Linked DNA regions of Nothobranchius furzeri: region 2 is linked to region 1. The links are chromatin contacts, called in public Micro-C maps. All regions are on one chromosome and are shown on one strand. The core of a region is the stretch at or near the end of the contact, and the rest is flanking DNA. Distances in the headings are between cores, read along the strand shown. Region 1 has its middle 18 kb from the start of LOC129153703. Region 2 has its middle 24 kb from the start of morf4l1.

Region 1 (5,280 bases), core at 714-3,213:
GACCTGAAGTCTTTGTGCATGGAGTTTGCATGTTCTCCTTTTGCACGCCTGTGTTCTCTCCCGGTACCTCGACTTTTTACCACAGTCCAAAAACATGACTGTCAGGTTCATTGGTCTGTCAAATCTTGCACTTAGGTGTGTGTGTGTGTGTGTGTGTGTGTGTGTGTGTGTGTGTGTGCGCGCGCGTGTGCATGGCTACTTGTCCTGTGTGTATCTGTGTTGTCCCGTGAAGGACTGGCATCCTGTCCAGGGTGTACCCTGTTTGCCCAGAGACTGCTGGAGATAGCCACCAACCCCCCACAACCCTGCATTCAATCAATCAATCAAAGCTTTATTTATAAGGCGCCTTCCGCAACCCTGTCAGGAATCCCAAGGCGCTGAACATGGTACAGTACAAAGTTAAAGAAAGTGAATAAATCAGAAAATAAAAGCAATTCAAATTACAGATTACAAATGACAAAAAAGGTGAAACATTCTAAGTAGAAGACAAATGTGTAAAACAAGGGAAAAAGTGAACCAATGAAAACTGTGAGATAAAATCAACATAAAAGAGGGCCAAATTCAAACATGTCTTGAGCATTTATGACAAAAAAATTTGACAAAACAAGCATTGATGAGCAGGTACAGATAAAGGATGGATTTATTTAGCTAAGGTATTTGTTAGTTGTCGTCCTCCACTCTTCCCCCGTTTCTCTTCCCCTGCCCTGGTCTCCCACTCCATTTTTCATCTTTTGTTTGTCTTTCTACCTGTCCTCTCTGTTTCCTGTTGGATTCAGTCTACTTTGTCACAAAATCAATAAAGTCAACTATGGAATTGGGGAAGTTTGGCCCTTTTTGAGATGAATAGATCACCTTGTAAGGCTTTGAGTTATTTTATTTATTTTGGCAAATCCACTGGATGATCAGACTGCCAGTGAAGGATAAATTCAGTCACAGTTTTATTAGTTTAATTTTTTTAATCAGTTCAGAGCTGTGCAAACATGTGGGTGTATAAAACCATTTATTTTACTTTATCTATATAAAAAGGTTACAGTAAAAGTGCTGATAAAAAGACACGATTAGTAGTAAGCACTGAGCTAAGTAGGAGCTCAAAGACTCGATGTGAAAAACAAAGAGGATAGTTTAGAAAGAGATTGAAATGCAGACGTGAGAAAAAAGCTACCAAGCAGGTCAGAAGCCTGCATGTGGTGAATAGTCAAGTATGTTTTGTCATCTGTGTGTGTGTGTTTTGTAGCTGGATGGAGCTATAAACTTTATGACTGTGGTGTGTAACCAGCGATAAGAATGACCTACAACCAGAAAATTAAAAAGCATCTTTTGCAATATAAACAAAGTTTTAATTCCTCCCTGCCAAGACGTTTGACATCATCCCAGCAACACATACAACACGGTGGCCTCAGTGACTCAGTGTCAAATTGTGAAAACATTTATCCACCAGGCTGGTTGTGAAGTCCACCTCTGTACCTTCTCTGATCATTGGTGGTTCTTCTGCTTTACTTTAACACCAAAGCTCCAGCCTGGACAGGCCGCGGCTGTTATCTCAATGATGTTCTAATTCTAGTCAAACAGTTCTGTGTTTGACTCAGTAGAGGCAGTGTTAGTCAGGAGAGTCAATATTAGCAGAGCACACAGAGCAGGGCTGGTGTTAGGACAGGCAGGAGATGTGTGTGTGTGTGTGTGTGTGTGGGTTGTGTATGTTACAGCATACACGGTTAAGTGTGCTCTGTTAGTGAACCTTGACTGCCCGCTCTGGTAATAATAATAAAGATAATAAGAAAGCGGAAGAAGACAAACTTCTGCTTACTTTCCCCCCCTCAGTGGCTTCCATGTTTGACAGGAATGACATTTCTTTTATCACCTGTCTCTAACGTGGATGTTATTGTTGGATGTCAAGAGTCCCGGCACTCATTCCTCAGCGCCGTGGCCGTAAGCACTTTGCAGACAAGCCAGGACCTGTTGACAGTTCTGTGAACATTTCAGCTTCTTCAAAGACGCTTTGTTTTTTGTTTATTCACTGTCAAACAACTGCCAGAATGAATGACCTGATTATTTTAATTTGGCAGCCGTGTGCCATTGCACAGCTACTAGATTAATTATTCAATTTAAAAAATGTGGTGTGGAAGGGTAAACTGTGTGTGAAGTCATTGCTAGAGGCCGTTTACAATCACTTCACCACATAAAGCATGCAGTGGCATGAATGATACTTGTGTCTGAGTGATATTTTAATCATCCTGTGCCATTTAATAATTTTTTTTCACATTTGCCTCAGTTTAATTTATAAAAAAGCATAAAAGCACAAAAAACTGTTTATTATTCACTGTTTTCTGACTATTGCTCATGACCACAGACTGTACATACGCTCATGACTCATATTTTGCTTTTGCAAGAAAAAAAGTTTTTCCAACCAACAAATAATTTAGGATCGACATAAAAATATGCAATTTAATTTTCTTGAATAAAAATGTGACGTATCATGGTGAATAGCTTGTTTTCTTGGATTTTCACCAAATTCAGTCCAGCTGATGAGATGTTTTGTTCTCAGACACAGAGGGTTGACTGGTTCAGGTTCAGAGGACTTGGACTCGAGGATTTATTTGACTGGATGTGAACAGGAACAGGCTGCATCTGGTCTCTAGATGATCTGGTATCAGAGCTGTGGCTGCAGGGAGCTTACATCACGGGGAACTCAGGTGGAAACAAATAAGTCCCAGGTGAACATGCATTGGGTGATCAGAGGCAACACAATCTGGCATGGTTGCCATAGGTAGGGAGTCCTTTCACTCATATCACACAGGTAAAAGTCCTGTATTTATACAGCCCCTTCCAGAGTCCTAAGAAGAAGAAGTAGAAAATCTCATTTCTATAGCGCCTCTCAAGATAAAAATCACGAGGCGCTTCACAAAAACAAAAAAATGTAAAAATATAAAAAAGCATTTAGAAAATGTTTAAAAATATATTTAAAATGAGCAAAAAGAGACAATTGTGATAAAAAATGTTAAGAAAGAGAGAGAGAATAGGAAAGAGGGAAATCAGTGGATCCTGAGGAAGGTGGAATAGGTGGGGGGAGTAGAATAAAGAGAGAGTTGTGAAGAAGGTCATACAAAAGCCAGCTTGAACAAGTGAGTCTTCAGCTGCTTTTTAAAGGAGACCACTGAGTCCACTGACCTCAGGCTCAGGGGGAGAGAGTTCCAGAGTCTGGGGACCACAGCAGCAAATGATCTGTCACCTTTGGTCTTTAGCCTGGTGCTGCACAACCAGTAGGCTTTGCTCACTGGACCTCAGGGACCTGCTGGGGGTTAGGGACTGAGAAGATCACCAAAGTAAGATGGTGCTTGTCAATGTAAGGCCCTATAGACCAGAACCAGGATCTTGAAATGAACCCTGAAGTTGACTGGCAGCCAGTGAAGCTGGAGGAGAAGCGGGGTGATGTGGGTGTGTTTGGAGGACTTGGTCAGAAGCCAAGCACAGGCATTCTGAACCACCTGTAGACGGTTCAGGGAGGTTCTGCTCAGACACGTGAAAAGAGAGTTACAGTAGTCTAAGCAGATGAAGGTGTGGATAACTGTCTCAAGTTCAGAGCGGGACAGAATGGGACTCAGCTTAGCAATGTTCCTGAGATGGAAGAAGGAAGAGCGAACAAGAGGACTGACATGATAATCCAGGGTGAGAGCTGGGTCAAAGGTCACGCCAAGATTCCTGACAGAGGGTTTAGTGTGAGAAGCAAGCTGACCAAGAGAGTCTCTGACTTTGGGAACGAGCTTGTCTGGGGCACAGATGAGGATCTCAGTCTTATCTTCATTCAGCTGAAGAAAGCTCCCAGCCATCCAGGTTTTGATAGAGTCTAAGCAGGTGTGTAACAGCTGTAGCTTAGACATCTCATGGGGCTTGAAGGAGATGTACAGTTGGATGGCATCTGTATAAAGATGGTAGGAGATTTCTTTGAAGGAGCTCAGGATGTGCTGAAGAGGAAGCAGATAGAGGAGGAAGAGCAGAGGCCCCAGCACAGAACCTTGTGGGACACCATGGGTAAGAGAGGTGGTGGAGGACCTAAACTTGGAGATGGCCACAGAAAAGGAGTGCTCAGAGAGATAAGAGGAGAACCACTCCAGAGCAGATCCTGATAGGCCTACCCAGTCTCTCAGCCTCTCCAGTAGCAGGTGATGGTCAACAGTGTCAAAAGCTGCGGTCAGGTCCAGCAGGACCAGAACAGAACAGTCCCCTGCATCACTGTGAGTCAGAAGGTCATTAGAGACCCTAAGTAGAGCTGTTTCAGTAGAATGAGCTCTACGAAAACCTGACTGGAAGCAATCATAGATGTTATGTTCATCAAGAGCAGCTGTGAGTTGTTTAGCCACAACCTTTTCCAAGATCTTGGAGATGAACGGAAGTTTAGAGATGGGTCTGCAGCTGCTATGGAGAGAGGGTTTTTTAAGAAGCGGGTGGATTACAGCGTTCTTAAAGTAAGCAGGGACCTGACCAGAGACCAGAGAAGCATTAAATATAGAGAGCACGCTGGGACCGATGGACTAAAAAGCACTTTTAAACAAAGATGAGGGTAAGATGTCGAGGGGGCATGCAGAGGTCTTCATAGAGTTAACTAGTTTGGTTAACTCAAGCAAAGAAACAGGAGCAAAGCTACCTAGGATGATGGGCCTGGTTGGAGTCGGGAGAGGCAGCGATAAGGCTGAGGGAGAGATGCTAGATCTAACCTTATTGACTTTGTCCACAAAGAAAGACAGAAAGTTCTCACAGTCTGCAACAGAGTGGATGGAGGCTGTAGGAGAGGCAGGAGAGACGATGCTGCTGATAGTGTTAAACAGCACCTTGGGGTTCCCTTTGCTCTGGGACACCAGGTTGGAGAAATAGGAAACCCTAGCGTCTCTGACTGCAGAGTTAAAGGATGTCAGAAGATCCTTTAGGTGCAGCAGATGGACGTGGAGATGGGTTTTCTTCCACAAACGCTCAATTTTTCTGCATTGGCGCTTCAGGCTGCGAAGGCTGTCATTAAACCAGGGAGTAGGGTTCACTGCAGGAACTGATCTGGTTCTGACAGGACAGATGTTGTCCAGAATGGAGAGGCAGTGCTCATTAAACTGAGAAGTTAAGGAATCTGGGTCGTTATCAGAAGAACAGGGTGGATCAAAAGCAGCAGAAAAATTGCTAGCTGTGCTCTCATTAAGAAAATGAGAACTAACCATACGGAGAGCAGAAGGTGGGGACGCAGAAACTGACAAGTTAAAGAAAATGCAATGGTGATCTGAAATATAAACGTCCTCAGGA
Region 2 (5,280 bases), core at 1,698-4,197, 150 kb after region 1:
ATTTTAAAATAACTCATTTCAAAACATTTCCCAGCAGTTCATGCAACTGCTGTTTTTTGAGCATCTGTCAAATTTACACTGCACAATTATTTACATGGATTTGTATTTGGAGATGCTACTGGAGACAGTAGCATCCAGCTGTCGCTAACAGTGCAACCTGGGATACTTCTGATAGAAACATTCATATTTTTGTCACAGTATCTGTGTATATTTTTAGATTTCATGGTTATTTGGGCAAAATGTGAATATGTTGGAAGTATTAGGAACACAGCTAGCTGCTACCATTAGCTATTTGGCAATCAAGCCGCTTTGACCCAGTGTGGATTTATGGAGAAAGTCAATCTCCATTAGTTCCTAAATAAACCGAAACAATAGTAAAAAAAATAAAATAAAAACCTCACCTTGCTCTTGAACTCATATGCTTTTGCATTTCAAATACTTTGTATTGTAATTAGTAGAGGTGTGTGTTGGCAAGAATCTGGCAATACCATGTATATCACAATACAGGCGAGCCAATTCGGGTACAATAAATGGCGATACCAAAAACAAGGTGACATTTTTTTATTTATAAAGGGATATTCCACCCCAAAGTGAATTAGTCATTTTGTAACTTAGTCATTCTCTTAATCAGGGAGTATTCTGTTAGCTTTAGCTTAGCATAAACAATGTAAGTGAATGGTAACCATTGTTGGGAGTAATGCGGTACAAAAGTAATTAATTACTGTAATGCATTGCTTTTTGCTGTAATGTGGTAATGTAAGGCATTACAGGGAAAGAAAATGGTAATATTTACTCGGTACAAGTCAGTAATTACAATGCATTTTTAAACCCAGAATCAAGCTGCGTTTCTTAAAAATTCAAATTGCGGGAAACACGAAAAAAGTTCCAGTATCTGCATATATTACGTCATTTATGGACTCAGCTTTGCAGGCAGAGAGGACGCCCTGGTAACGGCTCAAATACTCCAGCTGCATCCTGCGCGCGGCCGCTGTTATATTCACAAAATCGCTCCACTAAAACAAAATAATTCACCTGCGATCGTTCATGTCAGTGGATGTTCTCTGGTATTCTGTACTTTTCTGACGTGCTTTGCCTCACCTGAGTTAATCTGGGCTCCGGTGATTTCAACTCATTGCTGCTGGAGCGCTGCGCATGTGAAGATCCCTTTGGCTGATTAGTTAGAAAGTAGGAAGTCTAGGAAACGTTTTTTTTCTGGAAGACGGAGAGAACATGCAGCATGCAGGAAGGTTAGAGAGAGAAAGGGCAAGAAATTATTCAAATAAAATCAAGAAAACAAAACAAAGTGCTTGAAAAGAAAAAATTAGGTAGATTTATCCCAAATACACATTTTTACCAGTGAAAAACAACAATATATAAGCATTCAATATTTATACATGTGATAGAATTAGATCACCCCAGAAGTCAGTCCCACATCCAGGGCCGTATCAAGGCATTTGGGGTCCAAGGCAAATATAGGCTTGGAGCCCCCACCACCTCACTTCCTGCTCAGTTAATCTAAGATGGCAGCGTGCTGAGAGTACAGATTGTTGTTGCTTTTATTTAATAAACAATCATTCTAAAGAACTGTTTTAACAGCAATCCTAGCTCAGACACCACATCACCTTCCACCGGATGTGTCATGAGTTCACCAGGCATCCGATTACCAAACTCATACTGAAGTTGTTTTGTTGAAAGTAACTTAGAGTAATGCAAAAGTAGTGTAATGCCGTACATTTTAAAATCAGTAATATTGTAATGTAATGAATTACTTTAAAATGAGGTAACAAGTAATAAATAATGCATTACAGTTTTGAAGTAACTTGCCCAACACTGATGGTAACAACTAGCACCGCTGTAAGTCACTGCTGCAAGGCACAACGACATGAAGCAGCAGCATGTCTGGCAGACATTGGCATTTCCAAGTTTACTGTATAACATTTACAACATTTCACCCGAATGACAGTAAAAGGTGAGTTCTGCGTCATGTCATTGTGCCTTGTAGCAATAGCTTACAGTTATTAGTCGTAATGTAGTCCCAAGTCAAAATCAGCTCTTGTGTTTCCTCCATGTTTATTATTTCAAATTGCATTTTGATATGAGGTCACCAAGAAAAACTAGGATCATCATCGAATACCTTACTTGACTTTCATATGAAATGGTAATTACCATTCACTTATGCTAAGATCAAGCTAACAGAATAGAGCCAGATTAGGAGAATGACTAATCTAACTGTGGAGAATGACAACAGACTAAATTAGACTTTAGGGTGGAATTTAAATATCAGAAAATAATCAGAAAATTCAGGCCAAATACGTCTAAACATGTTATTGTGAGGTCTTTATGTTCAGTCAGAATAAAGCCAATAAAAACTGCTGCCACAGTTGTGAGTTTGAAATGTATCCCCCAAAAGAAATACAGTAAATGTTTGCCAGTAAAGTCTGAAGTTGATACTTTGCTTTTATATAGTGACTCAGTCAAAAAAAAAAAAAATAATTTGTGTCAAGCGATCTACAACAGCTAAGATACTAACTGTCCACAAATGTTCAACAAATGACCATTTCAAAAGATCTCAACTGTTTATTTAAGCCTTAAAGGATCTGTTTTAGTGCTATCTTACCACTTCAAGCCTACTTTCTAAATAAACCTGTCTGGGAAAATATTCATACATGTGGCAGACAATTTGTTTTCAGTTAAACCGTTTAGGGAACAACACTGATTGGTCTATGCAGTATCCGATTTCTCCCATTTCCTGGCAGGAGGCGCTCTGCATTGTCATTAAAAGTGAGAATTTGAGAGCTGGTGGTTCCATTTAATGTCTACTTAGAGAATTCTTTTCATCTCCTGGTTACAGAAATATGCTACAGGCCAAACACAGAAGCCTCGCTGTTGGAGAACGACTACATGATGACAGACCCACCAAGAATGTTACCCTCACCGCCACATGTAATCTAGCACCAGAGTGCCCTTATTAAGGAGTGAAACAATTTCCACCAAAGTGGTTGGTGGTGCTGACAGCTCAGATTAATGCTCTCTGTAAAACAGCCAGAATAACAACTGCTTCTGCACGCATGTTGAAAACCAGTACGTTTGGCTGAGGGAAGCCTGCCAGCTCTACAAATTCATGCAGATTTGGGTCTGTGAACATCTGCCAGCACAAATAATTTATGCTGTTCTCTCAGCTAAGGGGCAATGAATCCCCTCTGAAAAGTTTTCTCCAACTTCTCCTGCATGCCCCCACCTCTTTTCCTCTCCTCTTCTCTCCCTGGTGTGAAGTGGTGCAGACACACGCTCCAACCACAGACCAGGCTGAAAGAGGAGCGTCCCGGGGCATGTGGGAAAGTCCCATGAACCACTTCAGTCGACCAGCAGCACAACTGTTTCCTGTCTCTCCTCGCTTGGGCCTTGGGGGTTAGAGCGCTCTCTGACAAAGATTCATCCACAACATCCTCCTCTGCAGCACGAACGGAGCGTTGCCTTTGGGTGGGATGTTTTCCAGCAGCAGATTTCTGCATGCACGCCTCGCTGTTGGGGGGCTTGTAGATGTATTTTTTTCCCACTGGAACCATAAATTTCTCATGTTATCATGGAGGTGGTTCAAAACATTTGAGCTCACTCCGTTCCACTGCACTTCCAACAGCTTTGTTGTTGTGTTTCAACACAATGGTATCAGGTGGTTAAGCATCCGATGGGAGTTGTTTTCATATTCAACACGCCGCCACCACCAACAGATGGCATATTAATCATTAATTGATTCTCTGCCAGTTCTGTTTGATGTACAGCACTAAAATATGGGCTAATTTTTGCTCTTCTATGTGCCGCACGCTCAGCGATGATAGACTATTTATGAGCAAGAAGGAAACCTAACATTTTCCTCTAAGATTATAATAAGACACCACTCTCTGTTCCCACAGTCAGCTCAGACATGCAGCCAGCTCACTCTCCAGTGTACCAACTTGCCAATGAGGTAACAGCCCTTCAAACACAGGTGTCATTCTGCATCTAACGACAATTCATAAAGCATAAAAAATTCCTGTGGGGGAAAAAAAAAAAAAAAACAAGCAGTAATTTGATGAATTTCCACTTTGCAACTTGGAAATTTGTGGACAATAAACCCTGTGATTAAATCTGATATTTGTGTGTGCTCCATGTGTATTTGTGTGTTAATACTCCTTGTTACTCTCCTTCTACACCACACACACACACACACACACATGCACGCACGCACGCACGCACGCACGCACGCACGCACACACACACACACACACACACACACACACACACACACAAACCTCCTTTTCAGCAGACTGGCAGGAGGTCAGCATCAGGCCAGTCCCAAGCAGCTCCTGAAGGGAGCAGCTGTCAACAAGCAACATGGATAGTTGGAGCATGGAGGGCAACGCTGTGGCACGTCGAGGTCAGAAGGAATTACTCAGCCTGGAACTGACCGACAGCTCAGTTGGAGGGGGAACAGTCATGGTTCAGGCCTCCTAATGAGATATCAGCATCCTGGAAATCTGAACTTTGACACTGCCTGTGTGTGTCTGAGAGAAGCAGCTTCTCATACATAAAGATTTAGATTCTTTAATGATGTTGTAAATGCTTGAGGTACTAGAGTTGATATAAAATGTAAAAAAAAAGAGCAATGCTAGCATTTTTATGCATGTTTCAGAAAAATCAGCAGATTTATTTTCACTTTGGAACAAACAGCCTCTGCTTTTCATGCTATTGGTTTTAAATTGTCTGATTTTGAGTTGAAGTTGGCTCAATTTGGAAGTGATTTTTCATTCAAAATCTCTGACAGGGAAATTTTAATTTTATTTTTTGCATTACACAACTGCAGACTCTAAAAGGCTTGTGTTTAAATACATTGGATCAAACCGCTAGCTAGCGTCTCATCTGGAAACCCTGAACCTGATTTTATGGATCTGAGTGTGTGAACAGTGTGGGTGTTATGATTTTGTACTTCAAAATATTGAAAAGAATTTCCAAGAGAGTGTGAAATTTTCATTAATGTTTTTTCGTAATATTAATTTCTTCTGAGGATGTGGATGTTTTGCCGATTTGACCTGCAGCAACACTGGACGTGTGATTTTTCATTAAAAAAAATGCATCATAATAATATCAAAATGTCCATTTCAGATAAATTATGAGAAGCAGAAACATGTTTATTTCCAAAAATTAAACATCAAAAACAAGAAAACATTGTATAAATATTACAACTGAAGGACAAAGGGAAAAACTTTACCAAAAGAAAAATACTTTGTGGGTCAGACTTGAGAA

What was found. A called contact is a pair of places that touch in the nucleus more often than the background predicts.
Region 2: a contact with region 1 is called in a Micro-C map of tail fin, with 6 times the contacts expected there. The contact joins two enhancer-like sites. A contact is called at or near these places in 2 of 2 Hi-C or Micro-C datasets (skeletal muscle and tail fin).

What each region holds. Positions count from the first base shown.
Region 1 is chr4:65,555,933-65,561,212 of NfurGRZ-RIMD1, forward strand. No RefSeq gene overlaps it. Among protein-coding and RNA genes, the nearest start is that of LOC129153703, 18 kb to the left of the region's middle. Within about 2 kb of position 1,964, at least 1 of the 3 cell types and tissues checked has an H3K27ac peak or open chromatin away from gene starts, as enhancers often do. A contact at or near this core is called in tail fin, where this site is marked.
Region 2 is chr4:65,708,719-65,713,998 of NfurGRZ-RIMD1, forward strand. No RefSeq gene overlaps it. Among protein-coding and RNA genes, the nearest start is that of morf4l1, 24 kb to the right of the region's middle. Within about 2 kb of position 2,948, at least 1 of the 3 cell types and tissues checked has an H3K27ac peak or open chromatin away from gene starts, as enhancers often do. A contact at or near this core is called in tail fin, where this site is marked.